2 separate regions of the Mus musculus genome follow, and region 2 is linked to region 1. A link is a contact called in public Micro-C data. All regions are on one chromosome and are shown on one strand. The core of a region is the stretch at or near the end of the contact, and the rest is flanking DNA. Distances in the headings are between cores, read along the strand shown. Region 1 has its middle 8.8 kb from the start of Gm33747. Region 2 overlaps Disp1 (dispatched RND transporter family member 1).

Region 1 (6,636 bases), core at 144-2,643:
AGGGATACAGATTGCCCCTGCCTTCATTAAAGAGCCTTATCCCAGCCTCACATCCCCTGTCCTTACTCCAGAGGCAGAAGTCAAGGCTCTGCTGGGATTGCCTGATGGAGGACAAGCGGCTGTAGTGAACTTCCAGGGGGCCAAGGCCTCATCTACAAGAGGAGGAGGCTGAACCAGTTTCTAAAGTAACCCAGCCACTTTTTGTATAGTTTAACTATCTCATGGTCAACATAAGCCAATCAATTTAGATATTTAATTTTCCTCCCTGGTGAGCACTCCAGCAGATGCTCAGGCTTCGCAACATCTTGGTAGCCAATGAGTGCTTTATGGTTGAGCATCCAGCTGCTGACTGTGCACCGAAAGCCTGTGCTATATGTGCATACCACACCTACCAAATGGCCTCCCAAGATCAAGCCCTTGTGGTTTGAAAGGGCCCCTTTTCAGGGCTGCTGGCTTTCCCAAGAGAGCTTACAGAGCCCATTAGACATGTATAGTGCAGAAAGACTGGATGGGCACAAGATGCCCCAACTTTAGTCCTGACAGAAGGCACTTCAGGCCACTCCCTCTCTCAGACAGGCATGTCTTCTCTCACCGACCGTCCCTCAGCACTCTGCTCCCCATAGTCAGAGAGTTGTTCATGAGGTGAGGCCTACAGCCTACGCTCCTTCCTACAGCAGAAAACAGCTGTGACTTGGCTGTGAAATAGTTCCCGATCAAGTGTCCCGAAGAGATGGACTGGGTCATCCAAGTGTGCCATGGTGGGGGTTAGCAGATAGCTCTGAGAACGCTGAGGAGGCCGCAATGCAGGCAGAAGCACGTGGCACCAGAAGCCAGCGGGCGCACTCGGTGTTCCCAGGGGAGGGAGGGCGTGGAGATGAAAATGATTCTTTCAGAAAACTTGAATCTGAGGGAGGGGTGCAGGGGCTGATGGCTGCCAGACTTGGCAACTTTCTATTCCTAGTCGTCTGTCCTCACAAATAGGCTGGTGACATGGGCCAAACAGTGAGCAGGCCGTGGAGTGGTCACCATGTTGTTGAGGGAGGGCCTGACTTCCAGTGTCTCTGAGGAAGAGAGGCGACTGAGAAAACGTCACTTCCTATTCTCAAACCCACCCTGTGAGCAAGACAGGTAGGTGCAGCCCAAGGGGTTTCCTGCACAGATAGTGTATGATGTCTGGGGCTGGCACACATCTTATCATCCAGCCAGGGAGGTACCCAGTGTGGTTCTATCCAGCACGGATGCAGAGAGAAGACAGGACAGGCCTCTGCCCACGCAGCTGCTGCCTGGGTCTGGATCTGTTTCCCCAGTCAGCGTCCGGGGATCCATCTCCCTTTGTTCTCCCTCAAAGCTAAATCCAGCTGTTTCTGTTCTTCCCTCCAGCTGGTCCAGTCCAGTTAACAGGACAGCTCACATCCTGGCCCTTCCTCTTGTGGGTCTGGAAGGACTCCCAGCAGGGACCATGTCATGGATCAATGTCAGGATATCCCTTCCTTCCAGTTAAAAAGGAACACGTTCTCTGGGAATCCCCAGGGTGAACAGCCTCCTGTTTATCTTGGTGCAGCCTTGTCCCAGAAGATGGCGAAGAGCCACTGTCCAGTCCCTCTGTCGTGGCCGTGTGCTTCCTGCCAGCCTCCAGCCTTGCTGCAGGGTGGACTTTCCCTCAAGGGCACAGGTTGACACCACAAGCCTTCTGCTTCTGAGAAAAGGGAGTCCTAGGGGTGCGTGGCAGGGGCATAGGCGAAGGAACAGACCTGTCCAAGGAGACCCCTTGGTTGTCCACGGAGCCATGACTCCCTGGCTCTGGAGTGGGTGGGACCCTGAGCAGCTGACATTGAGCAGATCTGGCTAAGGCAAGTGTACTGGCTAGTTTTGTGTCAACTTGACACAGCTGGAGTTATCACAGAGAAAGGAGCTTCAGTTGAGGAAATGCCTCCATGAGATCCCAACTGTAAGGCATTTTCTCAATTAGTGATCAAGGGGGAAAAGGCCCCTTGTGGGTGGGACCATCTCTGGGCCTGGTAGTCTTAGGTTCTATAAGAGAGCAGGCTGAGCAAGCCAGGGGAGGCAAGCCAGTAAAGAACATCCCTCCCATGGCCTCTGCATCAGCTCCTGCTTTCTGACCTGCTTGAGTTCCAGTCCTGACTTCCTTGGTGATGAACAGCAGTATGGAAGTGTAAGCCGAATAAACCCTTTCCTCCCCAACTTGCTTCTTGGTCATGATGTTTGTGCAGGAATAGAAACCCTGACTAAGACAAATTGGTACCAGCAGAGTGGGGTATTCCTGTGACAACCTGACCATGTTTTCGGGAGGACTGTGGAAGGACTTTGGAACTTTGGGCTTGAAGATCCATCCGTTGTTAAGAGCTCTGTCGGATGTTGTGTAGGAGCTTGGAAGATAATATTGAGAACACTGCAGAAGATGGAGGTCTAGTTTGTGAAATTTCAGAGGGAAAATTAAAGACTCTTTTCAGGGCCATTGCTGTTTTGATTGTGAAGATTCTGTAGTTCTGGTTAGCTGGGGCTGAAGAATCAGCTGTGATTAAAAAGATACCAGAACTACCAAAGCAAAAACTTTGCATTACTGGGACTATTGATGCTGGTTAGCTGGAGCTAAGAAATTAGCGGTGATTAAGAAGAGACCAGCATCATTGAGGTGACATCTTCTGGGAAGTGTTTTCTGAAAGCACAAAGACGCTGTGTTCCAGAGATAGCCAAGGTTGTACTCCTGCTGCAGTGGGACTTGGTAATGTGTAAGGGTCACCCACGGTGGTACTGGTTTTGAAGCCATGAAGGGGTCACACAGAGCAGCTGAGGCTTGGCACTGTGAGAGGCCATGGAAGGCATTGGTGAAGGTGCAGCCTCAGTTGCAATTGACGGCCCAGGACTGAAGGGGTCATGCAGTGTTTTGGAGATGCCAGTACCATGAGATGACCACCAAGAGCAGCAGCAGCAGTGGAGTCCAGGCATCTGGAGCCTAGAGGATCGACGTGTGTGCTACAAAGGGCATGGCTGGGAGAAGTGACCCAAGCCCTTGGAGGAGCCCAGAAGATGTGTGAGTTGGATCCCAGACATTGGATGGGTTAGAGATTGACTTTTTGCTTTTGATTGTGACTGTGCTCTGATATTTTCCCTCTTGAAGGAAGAAACTATTTTTAGTGGAGCCCACAGTTAAGAGATTTTTAATTGTAAAAAGACTTTGGATTTTAAAAGATACTGGATATTTTAAAGGGATTGACTTTTAATATGTAAAGACTGTGGGACTTTTAAAGTTGTTTAGATCTTGGGGATGAATAAGAAATTAAGGGTTGAGGCTTTCTAGTGATGTGTTTGTGTGTCAAGTTGACAAGGGGTCAATTGTACTGGCTAGTTTTGTGTCAACTTGACACAGCTGGAGTTATCACAGAGAAAGGAGCTTCAGTTGAGGAAATGCCTCCATGAGATCCAACTGTAAGGCATTTTCTCAATTAGTGATCAAGGGGGAAAGGCCCCTTGTGGGTGGGACCATCTCTGGGCTGGTAGTCTTGGTTTTATAAGAGAGCAGGCTGAGCAAGCCAGGGGAGGCAAGCCAGTAAAGAACATCCCTCCATGGCCTCTGCATCGGCTCCTGCTTTCTGACCTGCTTGAGTTCCAGTCCTGACTTCCTTGGTGATGAACAGCAGTATGGAAGTGTAAGCCGAATAAACCCTTTCCTCCCCAACTTGCTTCTTGGTCATGATGTTTGTGCAGGAATAGAAACCCTGACTAAGACAGCAAGCATGTGTAGGCCTGAGGGACTGTGTCTGGGTACCAGAGGCAGACATTACCGCCAGCCCTTTGACTGTCTCAGAGAAGCAACATGTCACCGGAGAGGCTTTGGGGGTTTAAAGACTCACGTTATTTCCAGGTTGCTCTCTCCCTGCTTCTGGCTCTTGCTCATGGTTCAGCATCCTGCCTTGCTCCACCATGCCTGCTGCTTGCTGCCTCTGCTCCCCAACAGTGGATTCTTATCCCCCTGGAACCAGAATCCAAAATAAACTGTCACTTCCTTTGGTCTTGGTGTTTTATCACAGCAACAGCAAAGTGATGGATACATCAGGGGTCGTCAGAGACGCGCGAAGAGACCACGCTACTGTGCTACCGATGAGTGTTTTGCTTAAGACACACAGAGCCAAGCTGCCTTCTAAATATTTATACAGACATCCACAGAAGCTCCTCTCAGCCTGGCCGCTGAAGCTTCTGTTAATGCAGAGTCATTAGCACTTAGCCCTAAAGGAGGCATCTGCCTCACCACCCCCAAGCTCCAGGGAGATCGTGGAGAAGCGGCCGAGACCACAGGAGCGAGGTGGGTGGAGAGGAGTGTGCTGTCAAGTGTCGTCTTCCAGAAATGACACAGCTGTCACAATCATGAATACACAGCCTGTGTGCAAGGCCTGTCAAAAAGCAAACTGAACAACAACAAGAAGGCTTGCGAGCAGGAAGCTGACTAGCTGGAAAGAGGGAAGCCAACATGAGTGGAAGAGAGATAAGGGAAGGAAGGTATTGGGGTGTATATCTATACAAAGGTTCAGGGTGGGGGAGGGGGCGGAATTCACCTTCCCTGAACCTTCTGCAAGGCTGATCGATCAGAAGGTCAGTGCAGAGCCTGCTTACAGTCTGTGTGTGTGCGCGCGCGTGCTATCTTTAGCCTCATAAATAGCCATTCCTTGGTCACTCTGTATCAGACCTAAAATCCTATGACTAACAAGAATTTATCAACTTAACAGGATTCTAGTTTAACCAAGCAGAAGGCTGGGCGTCATCAGTAGCACCCATAGGAGTTGAAGCCTACAGGAGAGGTTCGCCAATGTAATGTTTCTACCAATATATTTGAAAATGCCTTGATTTGTGACTCTGTTCTCTTACTATCAAAAACTCAAACTATTTACCATGCTGGGATTGGGGGTAACCTAAATATGTGTTTAGGCATGGTCACTCATATTTGGTTTCATAATGAACCATCTCTTATCCCCTTTAAAGTGAGAGGTGTATTTTCTCTCTCTCTCTCTCTCTCTCTCTCTCTCTCTCTCTCTCTCTGTGTGTGTGTGTGTGTGTGTGAATAACATGTTATGTAACCATTAAAATAATAAACCCCATAAATATTTATGTATATGCATATGCATTGTATGTAGTTATTCTATTTTATAACTTCTTTTTTCACTCAACAGTGTCTTAAATGTCTTTAAAGGCTAGTTTATAAACATCTACACCACCCTTGTTAATGTGTATAAGATATTCCCTCTTTTTACTTAACCAAGGCTTTATTAATGAACATGAATTGTTTCAAGGCCTAGGACTGAACATTCCCACACATATATTTAGCTCATTTTGTCACTATTGATGGAGAAAAAAATTCTATGAATGAGTCTCTTCTAGGACAAACTGAATGTTCATAATATTCCTAGACACTGCTCTTTGAAAATGTTATTTTTATTTTATTTTTTAGAAAGGGTCTCAGTATGTAGAACAGGCTGGCCTGGGACTCACAGATATCCCCCTGCCTCTGACTCTGCAGTGCTGGGATTAAAGGTGTGTGCCACTATGCCTGGCTTTGCTATGATCTCACCCATAACAACCCATAATCCCAACAGTGCCTCTGTCACCCTCTCCAACACTGGTTGATACACTAGCTCTGACGTCAACAATCCATTCTCTCGTGCTTTGGGCCATGCACTCGTTCATTCATTGGAACAGTGGATAGCTGACTGATTTAACTTAAGGAACATGTACTCAGAGAATGTAGAAATGTCCCATAAAACACTCGATAGTCATCGTTTACAAAGTCCAGTTGGAGAGTGTCCGAGGCACTTGATGAACATACTATATGAGCATGTTGGCATAAATTTAGGACATATGTCAACATAGCTCATTTGCTCTCATATTCTAGCCAGTCTGATAGGTTAAAGTGGGATGCTCACTGCTGGGGAGAAAGCTCAATGGGTATTGAATCCCCAGAGCTCACATACAAGCTGGGTATGTTACTTAACCACAGGGAGATGGGATGTGGATGCAAGAGACGTCCAGAAGCTGGCTGGTCAGCCAGCCTGGCATTCTCAGTGGAAGAGCAATAGAACTTATCTCAAGGTAGAAAGTGAAAACTGATGCTAGAGATTATTGTCTTACCTCTGTGTGCTACCATGACACACGAACATCTCCCTATATAAACACACACACACACACACACACACACACACACACACACACACACACACACCATTCAAACAAATAAGTAAGCAGCAGGCTGAGTGAGATTATCTATTTGTTTCCTCCTCCCTGCTCCTCCCTACTCCTCCCAGCTCCTCCTGGTTCCTCCCAGCTCCTCCTTGCTCCTCCTTGCTCCTCCTTGCTCCTCCCTGTTCCTCCCTGTTCCTCCTAGCTCCTCCCTGATCCTCCCAAGCCCTCCTGGCTCATGCCCATTATCCCATCTGCCTGTTTGTCTGGTTTCTGTTTAGAATCACCCAGTGGAGACACTGTCCTTTATGATATCCACCTTCAAGTTGTTTTTCCTCCCAGGTGCTCATTTGTCTCTGATGCTGGCCTGTGTATTATTTGAGGCCTTGTCTTGTTCTGGGCCTCACAACTGGTCCAGCAGCATCCTGTCCTGCAGTCCATCAGCAATAC
Region 2 (6,144 bases), core at 1,608-4,107, 83 kb after region 1:
TATTGACTGATTAGCTATCGAACATCTTAAAGAGACCAGAAAGTGGAATGTATACTTTAGAAGAAAAGGCCCGCGCATCGGTGGGTCTCAGGGATGGAGTGGTCGGCATTCTCTGCAGACTACACAGCAGTTCTAATCTCCCTTAACCTAACCAAAAGAAACTACTATTAAATCCTCGAGTATCGGGAGGAGAGGGCAGTAGGCTCAGGAGTTCAAACTCACCCTCCACCACACATAAAGCTCAATGCCAGCTTCTCTCAAAACAACAAAGGGAAAAGTCAAACAGGCCCTGCCTTTGAAAATGTGAAAGTTAATACAAGGTCAGTTTATTACAGTTCCACATTTGTCTGCAAGGAGAGCTTTCTTGACATGAAAAAAGTGTTAAATTTCAGAGGAGAGAAACCTCTGATTTTATTTTATTTATATATACATATACATATATCCAAAGCATTTCAGGCATTACAAAGTAACAAGTCTGCAGACAGATGACCTAAGAATATAATCTTGAGATACACAAGGATTTAAAAACAAAGCTTAATATTAACAGCTCTGGGCAGCTTCCAAAATATTTCTGGTTTGCAATATAGGATTTCAAAATGTGATATTATACTTTTACAATAGAAGTTCTTGGCAGGAAATCTCCTGCTAAAATGAAGAACAATATATCTTGACTTTAATCTAATTAGAACATTCTCTTAAGGGTTTCAGTTGTATCTTGTTACAAAGCTCTCCACTGAATATAAATGAAAGCAGTGTGCGCCGAGTGCAGATTCTGCCAACAAACTGAACTCTTCCGTAATGCGGATGCTGTGTGTCCATGAGGAGAGTTACACTTGCCTTCTTCACAGCATGAAGAAAAGAAGTGTGCAAGCTCATCTTCTAAAGGTTAGGTATTATAGGAAACTCCGTGTCATCTGAATACATGACTAATACACACACATCATCTTCTTTGATATAAAACGAAATTGTACAGAAGCGTATATAAAACTCAAATCCTCTTTCATCTTTCTTTCTATTTATACTTTTATAGTGTTTATTCTTGTACATTTGTATGTTATAATGTTTTTGGCAAAGAAAGAACCTGAAACCACCCAAACTCTAAAGCTGAAGACACTGGCAGTAGGTATTTCACGAATGAGGGGGAAGCTGCTTCAGATGTTGAAAACACATACATTAACAATTCAAACGTTCAAACAGTTCAAAATTGTGAAAATCACCCTCAATCTTGCTTCAGACATTTGTTTATAAGATAAAATTCTGTGAGATGGCTATAAAAAGATAAGAAATAAGGTTAGATAAGAAATAAAAAAGATAAATAAATGAGCAAGGGAGTAAGGGTTTTATTTATGTCAGAATTAAAGATTATGAAAAAACACAAGATATCCTGGAAGGGCAGTGTTGTCAGACTTAAAATTCGGGCTTGGCTGAAAGCAAACATTGATGTAAATGGACTGCACTGGCAACCAGGCTTGGACCCTGGACAGTTCAAAGGGCCCTGAATCCTTAAGGGCATGGCAGAGTCCACTCAGCAGAGCCACTTAAAACCCTGAAATGGTGTGAGTCTGCTGGCTCACACTGCTGGCCTGTCTCCCCGTCTCCCTAGTTACTCAGAGGACTAAGGCAGCAGGATCAGTGAAGTTCAGGAATTCAAAACTACTTTGTGTAAGAAAGCAATACCCCACCCCCATCTCAAAAAGAAAAACAAAATCACAATATGGAAACAAAAACCATCTCGATGTGCCATCCACCGCAGGGAAGCAGCTGTGGCCTCAGTCACTGGAAGTGACTCCATACTGAAACCCTCAGCAGGGCCTAGCTGCCTACAGTCACTCACAGTGGCAGAATTATGTTTCTCCTGAGGAGCCAGCAGTGACAGCTCCAGCTCCAGCGTTGGGAAGTGTGACTGTGACAAGGTGCTGTCCCAACCCCGCTGGGGTAACTTACCAAAGTCTGGGGCCAGGCAGAGCCTGCAGAAGGCATCTCAACCACTTCAGGAGAGAAAACAGGGCTCCTTGTTAACACATTCAGGTCCTACTCACATAACCTAGTTGGCAGTTCTAATGCCAGTGTGGGAGGAAACTCTTTCATGCGTGTAAACTCCTCAGTTACAAAACTCACACCTTAATCTTACCATGAAAATGGCCTGACATGCAGAGCAAAGCATTGGTTTAGGCACTGAATTGGTGAAGAAATGACAAAGAAGAGAGGCACCCAGACACTTTGAGTACAAAGCATAACAACAAAAACCAAGCTTACACCATTTTTAAGCTGTGTGGGCGGGTGGATGGGGTGTAGAAAACAATGTGTGGGAGTCAGTTCTCCTTCAACTATGGGGTCCTGGAGATCAAACTCGGGTATCAGGCTTGCTAGCAAGCACCTTATCTGCAGAGCATTCTCTTCAGTCCTTACACAGTTACTCATCTCGAGAAAAGTACTGCATTTCCTAGGTAGGGCACTGCATTGAAGTTCCAAGTTAAGTTGTCAACAGGGTACTGCCAAGATGACTTTTGCCTTAAAACAAAACAGCAATTCATCCAGAAGAAAGATTCATACTACAATATTAGTATTAGTACTCGTACTTTGCAAAGGCCTGTCATTGCCAGTACCTTACACAACAGGGAAATAAAGGATATAAAAATAGCTCTGAGGAGCCACAGAAATGAAGCTAGCAAGCTCTGCTTTGTTCCTAAGTTAAGGCGTGAGCTTTGTCGAGCTGCTAGTTAGTTATCTCAGTTGCTCTGCTGGTTAGTTACCTCAGTGTCCAAGGCTCCCTACGAGCTCCACTTAGTGGTCTACAGTCTCATTCCCTCAGGATGCCTCAGCGAGGAACATGATGCACCCCCCTCCCACCCCTGTGGGACCTTAGGCAATGTAATCCTCCCTCCTTCCTCTGCCAAGTGTGATGCCTTGGAATTCACATCCACACCCTGCTGGCTTTGCTGGGAGTCAGACCAGCACCAAGAATCAGGCTCAGACCTTTCCTATGGAGAAGTGCAAGCCTCAAACTTCTTACGTAGAATTAAAACACACTTCTTACTTTCACTGAAGAATTTTAACTTTGGAGGTCATCAAGATGGCTTAACAAGCCAGAAGGCCCAGCTTGGACCTCTGAAACTCCAGGAAGAAGGAGAGAAAAAGTTACTGAAAGCCCCTCAGACCTACACATACTCTGGATGTACATGTATAGACACATGCACTATGCACACACACACGCACACATGCACACACACACTGGATATGTACAAAAATGCAGACAACACATGCAGATACAAAAACATGCAAATACACACACACACACACACACACACTAACTAGTACATGGTACATATACAAATGCAGACACACACATTCACAGACAACAAATCTTTTAAAAAAATTAGAGAATTGTTAAGTATTGGAAGTAATTGTCTTTCTGTGTTAGCTGTTCATCATTTTAACAATACATGGGATGATTTAATCAATGGCATTAGCTTCCTGTCCTTTTAACAAATACCTGAGAAACCAAGCAGAGACCAAGAATACAGAGAGAATGGACTTATTTGGCAAGGGTTTCAAGGTTCGATAGGTCAACTGGTCCCACTGCTTTTGGGCCTGTGGTTAAACACAAAATCACTCACCCTATGGCTAGGGAGTAAAAGAAAGGAAAGGGCCTAGATCCCTTTTTAGGATTCCCCTTAGTTCAGAATGAACTATGAACCTGCCACTAGAATCCACTCTTAAAGTTCTACTTCCTCTCATTGGCCAAGCTAAAGACATCTATAGTCACTGTAGACAACTGGGAAAACCAACTTAGAAGCAGCACCCAAGATAACTGGAGCTTTCTCAGGGGTGAATGAATGAACTCAGTCTTTGTTACTATGTTCTTAATGACTTTGTGTCTCTTGAGACTGTTAAAAAATTGAGTTTTATAGGGCTGCTCATCACATTTCTAGATCTGAGCTGACTGGTCCCACAGTGACAAATGAGTGCCTTTTCCTTTTTTTAATTAAAGAAAAATTTTGTATGCATGCACATGTATGTGTGTGCATATATGTATGTATGTGTGTATGTATATGTATGGTGCATGATGTATGTATGTGTGTATAAACACACCAGGACATGCACACTGCAGGAGTGAGAGAACAACCTGCAGGAATCAACCTGCAGGAGACTTTCACTATGTGGAGCTTGGGGATTGAACTGGGATCGTGACTTAGTGACAAGCACCTCTACCCACTGTGCCATCTAGTCAGCCTGCCTATGCCCTTTCCAAGAGAGTGAGTGAGTGAAAGAAAGTCACAGCGCACTGAAACAGGAAGTAGGCCCATCCCAGGGTCTGTGTCGTCCTCTTTCTGAAGCAGATATGCTAGAGAAAGCAAATGTTCCACTAACAATAACGTACAGATTTTACAGGTCATAGGAATGGTTTTTCAAAAGGGTAAAATTAACATCTCTTTGGTATGTTTTAAAAGCATATAGTCATATATATGTTTATTTCTGGATTCTGGAAGTTGAAAAGTTCACCTGAGCATTTACACAAGTCTGCCTAAAAGTTTTTAGTTTTTAAAAGTTCCTTCTGAAAACTTACATCTTAAACCTGTTTAGAAAGGTTCTTTGGAGCAACTCCCGTCTATGTTGTCTGGAAGTCAGCAGTTCAGTTCACAGGTCAGCAGCGGCAGCTCCATCCACTCACAAACACTTTACGGATATACCAGAAGTACAGTTCAGGAGGCATGTCAGGAGAAGCTTTCTTCTGTGCCTCTCTCAGTGAAACAAAGATCAGAGAAAATGCGAGACCAACAGCATTGCACAGCTAGCTCTATAAGCAAGCCTAGCTCAGCCTCCATCACTGTCCATCGAGTTCTATTTATAACCTCCAAGCATCACACATCCTCCATGTGCCTTGCCTCAGCATGTGTGTCTGTCTCAGCTGATGTCACTCTGCCAATCAGCCAGAGTCTGAGGAAGCGTCAAGAAACTACAGCACAGCACCAGAAGTTCTTTTGGTGGGTTTCTCCTGGAGTCCGGACAAATGCAGCTCAACTATGCAACGTAAGGCGGACCAATACATGTGTGTTGTTAGCAGAGACTCCTTCACCACCTGTCCTTACACGCGCTTGCTTTAGCAGAACACCCTTTCTCCTGTGTCTGCTGCAGCAAACTGTTTCTTCACAAATCTGCCTCAGTCTTGTCTGCCTCAGCCTTTCATCTGTGAGCACTTCAGGACAACACTGTTTCCTGTGTTTGCCCCAGCAATACACCATCCAACACAACTGACTTCCCAAAGAACCCAAAGTTTCCATTTCACTCAGTTGCTAACACTACTGTGCTAAGTGCTATAAGAAGACAAAGGCAAACCCAAACTAACCTTAACTGCAAACATACGGTGGTTTGCACCCGATTTAGCAATTAAATTGTTTACACAAGAAAAATGGAGGAGTCGTCACCCACCACCAAAAATCACACTGACTTTTGCAAGAGTGGAAATGGGCATGTAGTGAATCTACTTTTTGGAGTCTTCTCAAGGTGCAGTATCCACTTTGGAGTGTTGAAGAGTTAACGGTCTAACAAAGATGCCACATTTATGCTGCACAGATCTGTTATGTCAGATACTGTAGACTTTAGAAAAGCCATCGCTTTAATTATAAGTCACTGCTTAATAATCTCTCCAGGTACAAAGAAAGTGAAGCACCTGAGAGCAAAGTAAGAGTGAGGCCTCCAGTCCTGCTGTCTGCGGGGCTGGGTAAGGTGCATGTACACGAGTCCTGGTGTCTGCGGGGCTGTGTACAGTGCACGTACATGCAAGCGTCCAAAAGCTGCACAAGATAAAAGTGCCCACAGCCTGTTTCCACAAGTGACTGGATGGTGACATGTAGGCAATGGGAACATTTTACCCACCTTTTGAATCAGATCGTTTTTTAAATTCCCAAGTTATGTGAATATATTCTACATCTGTACCTTCATTAGTGCTTAGTTTTAAATACTTATTTATATCCTAGTACCAGTATGAATGTAATCACACAAGTTATCTAAAACTAACAGTCCCACGGATTAAACGAAATTTATTCATGATAAAAGAAGCTTTCATACACAGCAAACTAATTCAATTCTATAAGTCTAGTAAAGTGCACCAGAAGAGCCTTGTAAAATGCAGTGAAGTTTAAT

The links. A called contact is a pair of places that touch in the nucleus more often than the background predicts.
Region 2: a contact with region 1 is called in a Micro-C map of muscle stem cells, with 3 times the contacts expected there. The contact joins two enhancer-like sites. A contact is called at or near these places in 1 of 15 datasets of contacts at CTCF or cohesin (the NIH/3T3 cell line), 3 of 484 Hi-C or Micro-C datasets (the N1E-115 cell line, cerebral cortex and muscle stem cells) and 1 of 9 other capture datasets (adipose tissue).

Annotation. Positions count from the first base shown.
Region 1 is chr1:183,071,183-183,077,818 of GRCm38.p6, forward strand. No RefSeq gene overlaps it. Among named protein-coding and RNA genes, the nearest start is that of Gm33747, 8.8 kb to the left of the region's middle. Within about 2 kb of position 1,394, at least 39 of the 459 cell types and tissues checked have an H3K27ac peak or open chromatin away from gene starts, as enhancers often do. A contact at or near this core is called in muscle stem cells, where this site is marked.
Region 2 is chr1:183,152,939-183,159,082 of GRCm38.p6, forward strand. All of the region lies in intron 3 of Disp1 (dispatched RND transporter family member 1), which reads right to left. Among named protein-coding and RNA genes, the nearest start is that of Disp1, 66 kb to the right of the region's middle. Within about 2 kb of position 2,858, at least 65 of the 459 cell types and tissues checked have an H3K27ac peak or open chromatin away from gene starts, as enhancers often do. A contact at or near this core is called in muscle stem cells, where this site is marked.